2 separate regions of the Sus scrofa genome follow, and region 2 is linked to region 1. The links are chromatin contacts, called in public Hi-C maps. All regions are on one chromosome and are shown on one strand. The core of a region is the stretch at or near the end of the contact, and the rest is flanking DNA. Distances in the headings are between cores, read along the strand shown. Region 1 holds the start of PPP1R9A (neurabin-1). Region 2 overlaps PPP1R9A (neurabin-1).

Region 1 (7,059 bases), core at 1,600-4,099:
TATTGGTTACAAAGGAAATAAGAATAACAGCACACCAGTAGTCTACATGATTTATAAAAGACCCATAGATGAAAATCAAAACCCTCCTCTTCCCCAAATTTGGGGATGCCTTGTATGTCAGTACTGAACTTCACCTAATACTACCATAGCGCCTTTCCAATAAGAACGTGCAAAATTTATGACATCTCCCCCAAATATTAATGATCTATTGAGCTAAGTTTTGACCCTTCTAAAGTCCAAATACCTTTCTTTTTTTTTTTTTTTTTTTTTTTTTTTTTGTCTTTTGTCTTTTGTCTTTTTTTTTGTTGTTGTTGTTGTTGCTATTTCTTGGGCCGCTCCCACGGCATATGGAGGTTCCCAGGCTAGGGGTTGAATCGGAGCTGTAGCCACAGGCCTACGCCAGAGTCACAGCAACGCAGGATCCGAGCCGCGTCTGCAACCTACACCACAGCTCACGGCAACGCCGGATCATTAACCCACTGAGCAAGGGCAGGGACCGAACCCGCAACCTCATGGTTCCCAGTCGGATTTGTTAACCACTGTGCCACGACGGGAACTCCCAAATACCTTTCTTAATTTATAGAAGTGCAACTGTTGTCTAGGACAGGACTGTTCAATAGAAATTTCTGTGATGAAAATGTTCTGTATCTATACTGTTCAATATGGTAGCCACTAGGCACATGTAGCTACTAAGCCTTTCACATGTGGCTAGGGGGACTAAGGAATTTAATTTTATTATTTATTTAGGGTCACACCTGTGGCATATGGAAGTTCCCAGGCTAGGGGTGGAATCAGAGCTGCAGCTGCTGGCCTATGACACAGCCTCAGAAATATACCATCCGAGTTGCATCTGCGACCTACACCACAGCTCAGGGATCTTTAATCCACCGAGTGAGGCCAGGGAACAAACCCGCATCCTCATGGAAAATTGTCAGGTTTGTCTCCAATGAGCCACAATGGGAACTCTACCTGGTTCCTAAGTAACCTACACCACAGCTCATGGCAACACTGGATCCTTAACCCTCTGAACAAGGTCAAGGACTGAAACTGCATCCTCATGGATACTAGTTGGGTTTGTAATCACAGAGCCACAATGGGACATCCTGAGGAACTTAATTTTAAATTGTATTTGATTTAAATTAATTTAAATAACCATATATATTGGATTAGTTAGTACTGGTCTAATAGTCTCTTCAAACATTCAGAGAAGTGTTAGAAATGGACGGTAGATTATAGGCAATCCAGGAATCCAAAATTATCAGAAATTATGTTTTAAAAACTCTGTCTTTCATACTTTCAGTAGGAATTTTTCCAGAAGATTCACATTAAAAAAAAAAAAAAAGAAAGAAAAGAAAGAAAGAAAGAAAAGAAAGGAAGAAACCCAAACCAACCAAATTCTTTAGTCTGCTTTTCTGTATGAATCATCTTTTTGTAAAGAGGTGTAAGACTGGTTTTGTTGCCAACTCTGCCCCCTCTTCTACAGATAGAACTCAGTGATTAGGTTCTTGGATTTATTTAGGTTATTCTCTTAAAAAACATGGTTTCCACACTGCAAATAAATGACAGGAACTTTTCCACTAAATTACCCCAGACAGCACAAATGTTCTTTCCAAAAGTGGAGACTGGAACCACAGCCCCCTCACATTGCCTGTTACATCTGTTTATGCTTATAGAAGTGACATCCACATCATAGACACAGAATGCCAATTTTTTGGGAAAGCACCCAGAATTTGGTGAGGCTTGAAGAAAAGAAAAAATTCCACTGTTCAAAATAAGAGATACATAGAATTGAGTAGCTACAAAGCCCTTTTGAAATTAAGCGAGAAAAGATGTTGCTTCCAGAGTGTAGATTGCGTGTATAGACTTGCTGGAGTTCATACGCAGCAGTAATCATTCACTAGCGATGTAGCTGTAGGTAAATTATAGAACCTAAAGCTCAGTTTTCCCACCTGTAAAATATAGATAATAATAATTCTGTTGGGGAAATTAATGTAAGACTTTGAAACGGGCAAAAGATTATTGGGTGTCCTTTCAATGGAATGCTAGATGTTATCCACAGCACGCTGGAGTTGTGTGGTTCTACAATAGTTTGCACATTTGCCTGCCTTTGACCAGGCTTTTTACTCTTTAAGCCGTAGGAACTTAATGATAATGTAAATGGTTCTTATCTGTAGATATGAAAAATGGTTTTGTTCCTTAGAGATCCAGTTGATTAGGAACTAGTTCAAAATATTACATTTATTGTCTTATTAACTGGTTTTGTCTCTTTTCTGATTTTCCATAAAGATTTGTTCTTCACATTCTCTTGGTGTTCCCTCCCTAATTGATGAGTCAAATAACATTTTGGACACATTTTTCATTTTATGTTTCTATTCGAAAATATTTTTACCATCTTGAAAAATTATCCTGAGAGTTTCTACTCCATAGAGCTTTTTGGAGGATTGGTTTAAAGGTCTATATTGACAGTTATGATCACTTTGATATTTTGCATTGTAACACTTCTGGTATTTTTGATGGGGAAAGGTGGGGGTCCTGAGTATTTATAAAAGGGTGGGGTTGGGCGAAAGCATCTGAAAAATTCCTGACAAAAAAGTCAGATTTCCGCATATTTTCCTTTAGCGGTGGAGCCTTAAGGTCAAGATGGGTATTATGGGGAGCATTGTCCTAGGTGAAGGCCACAATGGACCTGGGCCTAGGTGTTGGCCTTCCAGGCCAGGAGCACATCCCAGGGTTCCAGATACTCTGGGGTCTGCGAGTTAACAGCACAGTTCGCGTGGCCCCGGCAGCTGTAGCCCCTAAACCCAATTCTCGCGGAACCTAGACCAGGGCTGAAGGGCAGGGCTTGCCCCAGGCCTGAGGGGCCCCTCGCCCACGGCCGAGGGGGTGGGGCGGCCTCGCCTCGGGCCGGTGCTTTTCGCCCTCCGTTGGCCGCCAGAGGCTCCCTCTCTCTCCCTCTCCTGGGATTTTGCTGCCGGGCTCCCTCTCTCTGCGGCCCTAGAGTTAATCCCATCAGCCGAGGTGAGGCACCTGTTACCCCGGGCCTTCCTCACCCCCCACCCCGGGCCTCTCCCGCCATCACACCCCGGCTCCCCCGCCAACCCAACGGCCAGGCGCGGGCGGCCGCACGTGGGCGAAGCCCCTGCCCGGGCCGGGCTCCCAGCCTCAGGCCGGCCGGAGCGGGCGAGCGCGTTGGGGCCCGGGCCGCCGCCCGCCCGCCATGGCGTTGGGGAGCGCAGCACGCCTCCCGGGGCCTCCCGCCGCCGGCCCGGCGCGCGTAGGGGCCGCAGCATAAGTGGAAGCGGCCGCCGCAGCCGCCCGCCGCGCTGCGCCGTGAGGAGCGGGCGGAGGGGCAGCGAGCGGGCCGGCGCCGAGCTGAGCGGCGACCGCGGTGGGGCGGGGGGGCGCCTCAGAGGAGGGGGTGGGAGCCTCGGCCGCCCGACCCTCCCCGCCGGCGGCGGCTCCCGCTCGGGTAAGGGGGAGGCTGAGCGCGGGGCGAGGAGTTGGGGAGGGTGGAGATGAGGAGGGAGAGAATCGCGATGTACAAAGGCTGAGTTGCAGGCTGAGGGTGGGGGTGGGTAGCGGTGGGGGAGCGGTAGGCTGAGGATCGGAGGCATGATCTGTGGGATCTATTGTTTCCTGGCACTCTGTGAGGAAAAACAAAGGGATTTATTAGCACTACCCTGTCATTTTTTTCTTCTCCTTTTTTAAATGTGGCCAGGGAGCTCGGCTCTCCCCGTGCCACACTGGGATCCGCCTGGCAGCCGCTGGGAGCCGCAGCCAGTGTGTTAGGACTTCAGGTGCTTCCTGGCACAAAGCTAGACTGCGACCTCCTACCATAGCGCTTGGCGTCACCTGCTCTCCCGGCCCTGCCCCTGCCCGGGGCCGAGGGATTGCGTCCCGAACCAGGCTTGGGAATCCGCTGCCTCTCAAGTTGGTGTTATTTATGTTTGTCTTTCGTGAGGGCAGGTTTTGAATCCCTCGGCGGCCCCATCGCCCCCGCCCCCGCCCCCTCGGGTTCAAATTGGCGGGGGAGGGAGTAGGGTGTGTGTAGGGGGGGAGGGGATGGTGTGTAAGGCCAAAACAAATGTCAGGGTAGAGGGAGATTGTCGATGCTTGACCAAAAATAATAATAACAACAACAACAACAACAAAAACCCCAGGCACCACACTCTGAAGCCTTTCTTGTTTGTCTGCATGGGCCATGCATGCTTGCTGGGCCAGGAGCCGAGTTTGGAGACTGTGAAACTGTGCGCTCCCTCATCTGCTGGTGCGTGAGAGTGATAGGGCTCGGCCTAATATTAAAAAATAAAGCAAAACAAAAACAAAATGAATAAATGAAAAAATCTTTAGAACTGTGTTGTCTGCACCTCAGCGGATCTTGAAGTATTTGATTGCTGGCATGTTGATGTAAAATCCAGCTGTGGGCTAGAGGAGACCAGCAAGTATGCATGGCGTTGTGTTTTGAGCTTGTAGTAAGTTAGAGGCAAGTATAATAATAAAAAAAAAAAAAAAATCAGGGCTATGAAAAGAGGTTTCATGGTCTGTTTATTTTCTGATCGTCACATTCTCGTGCATTTATTCCCATGATATTCTATATCCCACGCTGTAATTAATAATGTTCACTTTTATGAAACTTCCAAATATTTGCTTTGGTTCTGAACTTGGAGTGAAACTTACTGTCATGTAAGAACTTTCTTCTGTTTGTTTTTATCTGAAAGTGTTGCTTTGAGGATGCTGTAGATGAGAATATTGGACTAGAAAGAGTGAAATAAAGTCTCTGTAGGTGTGTTTCGGAGTGTGTAAACATAGATTCCAAACTTTCAATTGTACTTGTACAGGAAGAATAAGTTCTTCCTGATGTGGAGAATGTCAAATGGATTTCATTTTTCTGAGTCGGTTTGATGATTTAAAGAGCCAGGAACTGCTGGTTTCTTTGAAGGTCATTCTCAAAACTAACCAAAACTTGGGCTAAAATATTGCTGTCAAGTGTACTTATGTGTCACTGGTATGTGTGTATGTGTGTGATTTTGGTAGGGGCCTCAAGTTATGCTTGAAACAATTTTGTTACTAAAGACCAATGAGTTAGAACTTTTGAATTCTTGGCTTTCAAATTCTCATTTAAATAAGTAATTTCTTCTCTTCGACATGGAGTTAAGCCACTTAAAAGTGTATATTAGTTGACTAAACATAAATTAAGTAAATGAATTCAGAAATTCATTCTTTTCTGTTACAGATGAACCTCTAGTCTTGCTTTGAAAAAGCCATTTTGTGTAACTCTTGACTGAATAATTTCCTAATACACCTGTTGGGAGGATTACTGACACAGTATGCCATTTGAGAGGTACTTTTTCTTGACCAAATACTGGTGATTAGAGAAGAGAGGTTTTCTGTTTTTTTTCCCCCCTGATCATTATGAACATTGGTTTTTCACCCCTGAAGTAAAAATGTTGAAAACCGAATCTTCAGGTGAACGTACCACTCTCAGAAGTGCCTCTCCTCACAGGAATGCATATAGAACTGAGTTCCAGGCACTGAAAAGTACCTTTGACAAACCCAAGTCCGATGGGGAACAAAAAGCAAAAGAAGGTGAGGGTTCCCAGCAGAGCAGGGGACGGAAATATGGCTCCAATGTCAACAGAATTAAAAATCTGTTTATGCAGATGGGTATGGAACCCAGTGAGAATGCCGCAGTCATTGCCAAAACAAGGGGGAAGGGTGGACCTTCATCCCCCCAGAGAAGAATGAAGCCCAAAGAATTTCTGGAAAAAACAGATGGCTCAGTTGTTAAGTTGGAGTCCTCTGTTTCAGAACGAATTAGTAGATTTGATACAATGTACGATGGCCCTTCATATTCTAAGTTCACAGAAACTCGCAAGATGTTTGAGAGAAGTGTGCATGAGTCAGGACAAAACAACCGCTATTCCCCAAAGAAAGAGAAAGCTGGAGGGGGTGAACCTCCGGAGGAGTGGGGTGGTTCCAAGTCCAACAGAGGCAGTACCGATTCCTTGGACAGCCTTAGCTCCCGGACAGAGGCTGTCTCCCCAACTGTGAGTCAACTGAGTGCAGTATTTGAGAACACCGATTCCCCCGGTGCCATCATTTCCGAGAAGACTGAAAACAACGAATACTCGGTGACTGGGCATTATCCCCTGAATTTACCATCTGTTACTGTTACAAATCTTGACACCTTCGGGCACCTTAAGGATTCTAATTCTTGGTCTCCTCCAAGTAAACACAGTGATGATGCAGAGGATGCTGAGAAGAGTAATGTAATTCCAGTACTAGAAGTGGCTTCGAAAAGTACCTCTCTAGCTTCAGTGCCTAGTGAGGAGGCAGAGCAGAACAAGGAAGCCGAGGACTCCACATCTAACCAAGAGTCTTCTGACAGAATTGACAGAGACTTTCCTGAAGAACCTTGTGCTGAAAACAAGGCAGTGCCAGAGTCTGAAATCCCTTCACCACAAAACGAACCTTCAGAAGACGCAGAAGCTAATTTGGTTGGGAGTGAGGCAGCAATGCAACAGAAGAAAGATCTTGCAGGTGGTGATTTTACCTCTGCTGTTGTTTCTAGATTTGCCTGTGGAAAGGAACTACTGGAAGATTCACATCATTTTGGGAGTTCCCATGTTTACATGCACAGTGACTATAATGTATATAGGGTAAGATCCAGGTATAATTCTGACTGGGGAGAGACAGGCACTGAACAAGATGAGCAGGAGGATAGTGATGAAAACAGTTACTATCAACCTGATTTGGAATACTCAGAAATTGTTGGATTGCCAGAAGAAGAAGATATCCCAGCAAATAGGAAAATTAAGTTTAGTAGTGCTCCAATTAAGGTAAGTATGTTTTCTTAGTTTGTTTTTGAAGTTTTTTCTAAGTTTATTTCTGTAGTATTTGGGCCTAACCATATGCAGAATAGCTTTGACAGCTATAAAGAATTCAAGGTTGTTGATATACACATGCTGTCAGGTGATTTTAAAAGTTTGGAGTTTGAGAGATAGCCACATATTTCCTGATGTGCTTTATAGTTGTGTAAACCAGTACTGAGAAATATTA
Region 2 (7,059 bases), core at 1,345-3,844, 160 kb after region 1:
CCACCATCTGTTTCTGTTTAGACAGTTCAGAATCATCTCCCACGATGGGCCTTTAGAAACAACAATGCTCTCTGGTAGTGAAAGAAGAAGTAAATATCAATTGCTAAGACAAATGCTAGAACAGACCCTAACTCATCCTGTTGGATCTGTGCAAGCGTATTAATATTAACTTCTGTGAGTGGCAAGTCAGTTATTTTTCCCAGATTACCCCACCTCCAAAAAAAAAAAAAAAATCCCAATTGGTGCTAATTAGCTCAGTTTTTCTGTGATGAAGACACCTGTCCAGTGGGAACTGGACCAAGACCACCAGTTTATTTCATGCTGGCCATCAGTTGTCAGTCTGTAAAGCATATGTCTCAAATTTAAATTAAAAGTCTGGCTGAACTGAAAGGGAACAATGCTAATTTCTCGTGATTGTGTTTATTTATTACAATTTGAAAAATACTATGAAAAACATGAACATCAGTGGAATTGCCCAGTTTTCTATTAAATTATCTGCTAGAAAAACTCATTGATTTGGACTTCACTATCTTAGAGTTTGTCCAAATTTAGAATGAGCTAAGTTTCTATTTATTTACTACAGAGTTTCTTCCTGATTACTTTAATGACATAAACTGACTTTGTAAGGAGATATTAAACTTACTTTTAAAACTTTTCGAGTACTTTAATAATATGTATTTGCAGATAAGTGTGCTAATTATAGTTTAATTCTACTTTGTCCAAATGAAGAGATATAGGACCTTCTAATCTTTTTATTTCATTGATAATTTCTGTTTATGTGACCTTAATAAAACTCCACTTATTTGGAAATATTCTTTCATAAAAAGTTTTCTTAAATTTAACTTATCTTTCTTCAGAGTTGAACCATAGCTATTCTAAATTTGAAGATTTATATCTTCCATATTTGGTTGTTGATTATCTACAAGTATGAAGTGATTGGTGCCATAGGTAATACAAAAAAGTATGGTTGATTTTATCTTGGGTTTTGTATATAGTCTATGAATGTAACCAAGGATATGAAAATTTATAATACTCTAATGATGTAAGAAAGACACCATCTAGATATGATTATCTTCATCAGATGCCAGAAGACTAGTTTTTGGAGTCAGAGAATGTTATTCTCTTTTAAGGGCTTTATGATGGTTAACTTTATGTCAACTTGGCTGGCCCGAGGTGGCCAGATATTTGGTCACACATTATTTTAGATGTTTCTCTGATGGTGTTTTTGAGTGAGATTAACATTTAAATTGGTAGACTTTAAGTAAATTAAATTGCCCTCTGCAATGAGGGTGGGACCCATGCGACCAGTTGAAGGCTTAACAGAAAAGACCAGCTTCCCCTGTAGCAGAGAAAATCTTTTGGGCTTGAATTGCAGCAGCAACTTTTCTGTGGGTCTCCAGCCTGCTACTCTGCGATTTTGGACTTGTCATCTCTCTGATCTCATGAGCCAATTCCTTAAAATGAATCTAGTTTAGTATAAATATAAATATAGTATATGCTAAATATTTTATATACATACACATCCTGTTGGTTCTGTTTCTGTGGAGAACCCTGACAAATTCAGGCCTCTTGTGTTGCCCTTTGACTAGCCTGCTTTCTAACTCCCATTGTGTAGAATATATTTGTTTCTTCACTTTCTGTTCTTTACTTATCTATGAAAACATTAGGCTTACAATTACAGTTTTCCTTATAGACTTTGTCTTTTTAGGTATCCCTATATATACCATGTATATTGTCCTCTGAGCTTCAAATTTCTCATGTAAAAATATGAAAAGCGGGTACTCTACTCTTTTTCTCCCTTGCTGGACCAGTTGGTACAAGAGTTAAAGATTACGTGTGTGAAGTTTTATATTTGTCTGCAATTTATTTCCAATTATTTTTAGCATACACATCACAGTATTTATGGATATAACATTGTTTTAGGAGCGTTTAGTTAGCATTCCAGGTACAACAATCATGAATCTTCACACTAGGATTAATATTTGAAGACCCTAAAATAGATTTCTACACTCAGATATGCATACTTTAAATCTACATAGGAAGACTTACTAATGTTAGAGATGTTAAAAATATTGATAAAATGAGTCATGTTGAAAATATATGGATTTATTTAGAAATATTTTGTGTAATGGACTTCACATCAAGCAAGCTAAGCTTTTGGAGTAGCATCTTAACTCTAGTACCCATTTGGTCCTGTTTTCTGAAATGTAGGATTCCGTTGAGGGATCTAGTTAGAAGATCACACATATCCTGCTGTAGAATAGTGTCACAGTTACTCTAAGTATATCTCTATGCAGGTTACTTTAGTTCCTCTATGCAGGAACTAAAGGACAGAGATCTGAGATTTCACTGAACTTGCCAGGTAGAATTGTGGGTCTGTTTTTTCACCTTCCTGCTCATCAATGTTTTTCCATGCAGGAGAAAGCTTTTACCTATTGAGAATCCTTGGAGACTACTATGACTTATCCCCAAATGCCTGATAATTGTGAACTCCAGTTTGGCTTATGTCCATTTGCAACAAGAACCTAACATATTCCCTGGCATATGTTAAGGAAACAAGAAAGTATTATTCTTGCTATCGTAAATCAGTGAGGGAAGAAGAGGAAACTGAAGCTTTTTACATTGTTCTGAAGCTGTCAGGATCCTCCTTTCTGAGGATGATTTATTGCCAAATTTGTTTTTAAAACTTTAAGATATAGACTGTTGTTTCCATGCTCTCTTTTAGTTTTAATTTAGAGTTTCTTTAGCAGAGCCACTGAAACCATGTGAAGGTGAGTTAGAGTTCTGCCAAGGAAGCTTGTGATAGTGGGGCCTGTTTGAGGAAGCATGTGAATGCTTGGCTCATCTCCAGGAGCGTGCTGTGCCAAGCCATCATCTGAAACACAGCTTGCTAGAACCTGGAATATTTTCCATCTTTGATGTGTCAGGAGATGAAGCAGAACCCAGATGACAGGCAGAATGGAGACCTTGTGAAAGCCTTGTGGGAGATTCCTTCTAGGCAATATTTACAGAAAATCCTGAATTCATTTTGACCTTCATTGATTAAAGAAAATGTGTCATGAGGAAGTAAAGGAAATACATTTTTTTCTCTCTTGTTGTTGAAAAAATGTTGCTGTTGTTTTGGAAAAGTGTTGGAGCTCAGACTACCAGAAATGTGAAAAAGAAATCATCTGCGTTGAAATCTAATAAGCTAATTTTAACATTATTTATTTTTCGTAGCCTTGGGTTGCTGGGTCAGAAATGTCCTTGCTAACAGTATTTGTAAACTTGATACCCCTAAAAGCCTGCTTCTGCTGCAAAGCAAAGGGTGAGGTCTTGTTTTGTTTCCTTTGATCGAGGAATAGAATATAGCTTGTTGGCCCTGAAACAAGAAGTCTTAAATTTAAACATCCTTTTGTTTGCTTTTCTCAGTGAAATAACACAGGAACAATGTGAAAGTGATTGAACTAAATATATATTTATATATGTATATATTTTGAGTTGTATTGAATATCAGGACCCAGAATGCTGTTGGCCTTTATAGTTTTTTGCGTTTTTTTGCATTGCAGTGTAATCTTGATGGGCCTCTTATTATTATTTGAATAATTAACTATTTATATATATTTATATAGAAGTTATGGTGAGTAATATATATAAAATGGTAGAACAATTGTAAGAATATTAAAAGAATCATGACCATCTTAATGAAAGGGGAAGTCTTTACCTAGGTCAATTTTTCTTTCATCTCTGAGGTTTTTCCTGGTCAAAGCAAAACAAAGCTTGGCAGATGATTAGCCACTGTGTGATTATGGTGCATTGATCTGGACACAAGTAGGGATTTTGGCAGGCCAGTCTACATTATGATACCAACTAGTCTTGTAGTTCCTTTTTCCCAAGGGCATTAAGCATTGTAGTGGATGAAATATTCAAAACTTATTTGTAAATGAGAATATGAGATATGTCGTTATCTGGGGAATATTATTATCTCTCATATTACCCTGGGAAAGCTTTCCCTGCCCTGACATTGAACTGTGTGTGATTATGTGGATTATCTCCTTTCATTCTCACAGTAACTTTAAGCAGTAGATATTATTATTATTCTTATAAGCCATTTTGTAAATAATGAATCTGAAGCAGAGAGTGGTTTTACAGTTTGGCAAGGGCTACATAGCTGGAGAATTTAGAAGGTCTTTAGTTTAGATTAAAACTGGGATCATAGCAATTGAGAATATATTTATACCTATGTATGTATATATAGAGATAGATAAGTATAGATATACATATGGGTATAGATATAGATATATCTGCAATGTTTAGAAATATGTGTTTCACAGCCTTTCAAGTCCACAGAGATAGAGCTTTTTAATCACTGTATGAAATTACATATTTGTATATATCATAATTTAGTAAGACATTTTCTCTGTCATTGGACATTTTGCAAATAGTTCGGGAACTGCGATAGCAGGTTAAGGACCCGCTGTTGTCTCTGTGAGGAGGTATCTAGTAATCAGATGAACATATCACCATTTCATCCTGTAGAAAAGAAATAATATATTTTTTTCTCTTCAGCTTGATCATAGTTTCACTCCTCTACCCTTCTATTCAAATTAGTCTATGTGGTCTATTCAATAAATAGTAGGGAAAGAATGAGATATCCATCCGAAAAATATTCCTATTCCTTTTTTTTTTTTTTTTCAAGGGCCGCACCTATGGCATATGGAGGTTCCCAGGCTAGAGGTCTAATTGGAGCTACAGCTGCCAGACTACACCACAGCCACAGCAATGCCAGATCTGAGCCAAGTCTACAACCTACACCACAGCTCAAGGCAACACCAGATCCTTAACCCACTGAGCAAGGCCAGGGATCGAACCCGCAACCTCATGGTTCCTAGTCGGATTCGTTTCTGCTGCACCACAACAGGAACTCCTCCTATTTAATATGATTAAGAAAAGTAAAATTTAGATTGGTTAAAAACAAAAAATTATAAATTCCTAAAGTGCTAAAAGAAAATGTGGAACAATGTTTAGGCTAGGGAGCACCTTCCTAAAAAGCCACAGATCCTAGATATCATAAAGAAAATGAATAAACTATTTGAAGTACTATTTTCCAATATATAGTAATATAGTTTTCTGCTTGCTTTATTTAATCTCAGGATATCCTCAAATAACTTTATAAACCAGCATGACTGGTAAAGAACATTTTGATAGCACTTGAGCACACACACACACGTATGTGTATACACACATATTTTTAAATTCATGTATGGTTTGGTAGCAAAATTGAGTTATGTTCCAGTATGAATATCTTTTAAATCCTTATTTTGCAATCATATACTTGAACCTAGTAGCAGAAGCAGACAAGTGGCAATCATTAATGGAGTAATTTCCAATTATCTTTGCCAGTAGTTTCCAGTACATTCCAGATCCAACTAACTTTTTTCTTTTTTTTTTTTGGTCTTTTTTGCTATTTCTTTGGGCCGCTCCCGCGGCATATGGAGTTTCCCAGGCTAGGGGTCGAATCGGAGCCGCAGCCCCCGGCCTACGCCAGAGCCACAGCAATGCGGGATCCGAGCCACGTCTGCAACCTACACCACAGCTCACGGCAACGCCGGATCCTTAACCCACTGAGCAAGGTCAGGGATCGAACCCGTGACCTCATGGTTCCTAGTCGGATTCATTAACCACTGCGCCACGACGGGAACTCCCCAACTAACTTTTCTTTGTGTGTTGTTAAAGTTTGCTCCCTAGGCATGCTGCATTATTGTCTACTCAATTGTTTATGTTTTCTGAAAAATAAAGATACAGATATTTTGTCTAATGTTTTATGTTTGAATCATACATTCTACCTCTTCTACGTTTGAATATACAAATCTTTGTTTATTCTTTAAGATTCAACTCAAATATTTTTTGCTCCATGAAATTCCTCACTTTCTCAGGACAATAAAAAAAATTACTTGGTATATTCCTTTGTTACATCAGTTATCACATTGTATTGTAGTTTATTTTGATTTCTGTGTCCTTATTAAGCTGTGAGCTACTTGAAACTGTGCCTTCTTCAATGTCTAGTACAATGTCTGGCATAGGATTGGTACTCTGTAAGATTTTGATGAATGAATAAATGTGAGTGATTACCAGAACATATAAGGGAGGTAAAATATACAAAGGCTATTTAAGAGAAAGTATAAACCTGATGATTTAAGAAAAAATTAGAGGGTTCAATGGTAGGGGTATAGGAAACATATTTTGTGAAAAGATTAATTAAAAAGGTAGAAACCCTATAGTTTAGAAATGCACATTTTGATGCAGAAATAAAATGTGCTGTGGTGGAGAAATGCGGTAGAGACCAAGTGAATGGCACAATGCTATGAAAACATGTTGAAAGTTGGAGTAAAAAGAGCTGTTCATTCTGGTACAGAACCTACAAATTACATGGTTTTGAGACATATGTAGAATAAGGAACCATACTACATCTGTTTCTATATAGGCAATATGTATTTCTGTTTTATAAGTTACCATATATAGCATGTAAGTGTTGCAAGTTTTCCAATAATATGAATGTAAAGCACATCTGGACTAGTAGGGCCAGCTTTGTAGGCAAAAGACTTGCTTTCTTTCATCTCTGGCTTTCTGTCTTGCTTTCTGTTTTTATTATTGCTTAATTATATATATTTTTAAAAAGTAACAGATCTTAGATTTTAATTTTGGAGGACAGGACAAAGTTTTATCAGGCACAATCTAAATACATCATAATAGTGGCACAGTCTAGATACTTCATAATTGTTTTGAATTTGATCAAAAATGTCAATTTTTACTATGCAGATTAATTGGACTTGATGAATTATACATTTCTTTTAAATATTCTTCAGTGTTTTAAGTGAAGAATTGTATACCTATTCCCAGTTACTTTTCACATAAAAAATATTTCAACAGATATAAGGACAATATGTTTCTTATGGCTACATCTGAAGACCACATTTAGTAGTTTTTGAGTGATTTAGTTCATAAGGGAGGAGCAATATTCTCTCTGCAGCTCTTAAGCAATATTTTGATGGTTGTTCCATAAAAAAGGTTCAATGAGAA

Evidence for each region. Hi-C and Micro-C count contacts between places; a contact is called where the count stands out from the background.
Region 2: a Hi-C map of heart right ventricle shows a contact between it and region 1, with 2.3 times the contacts expected there. The contact joins the enhancer-like site here to the promoter of PPP1R9A in region 1. A contact is called at or near these places in 3 of 47 Hi-C or Micro-C datasets (brain, embryonic fibroblasts and heart right ventricle) and 1 of 2 datasets of contacts at active chromatin or transcription factors (skeletal muscle).

What each region holds. Positions count from the first base shown.
Region 1 is chr9:74,632,436-74,639,494 of Sscrofa11.1, forward strand. It overlaps PPP1R9A (neurabin-1), which reads left to right and starts at 2,850. Exons shown (of 19, transcript XM_021063384.1): 1 at 2,850-3,018; 2 at 5,234-6,839. The coding sequence starts at 5,445.
Region 2 is chr9:74,796,222-74,803,280 of Sscrofa11.1, forward strand. All of the region lies in intron 2 of PPP1R9A (neurabin-1), which reads left to right. Among named protein-coding and RNA genes, the nearest start is that of PPP1R9A, 160 kb to the left of the region's middle. Within about 2 kb of position 2,595, at least 7 of the 83 cell types and tissues checked have an H3K27ac peak or open chromatin away from gene starts, as enhancers often do.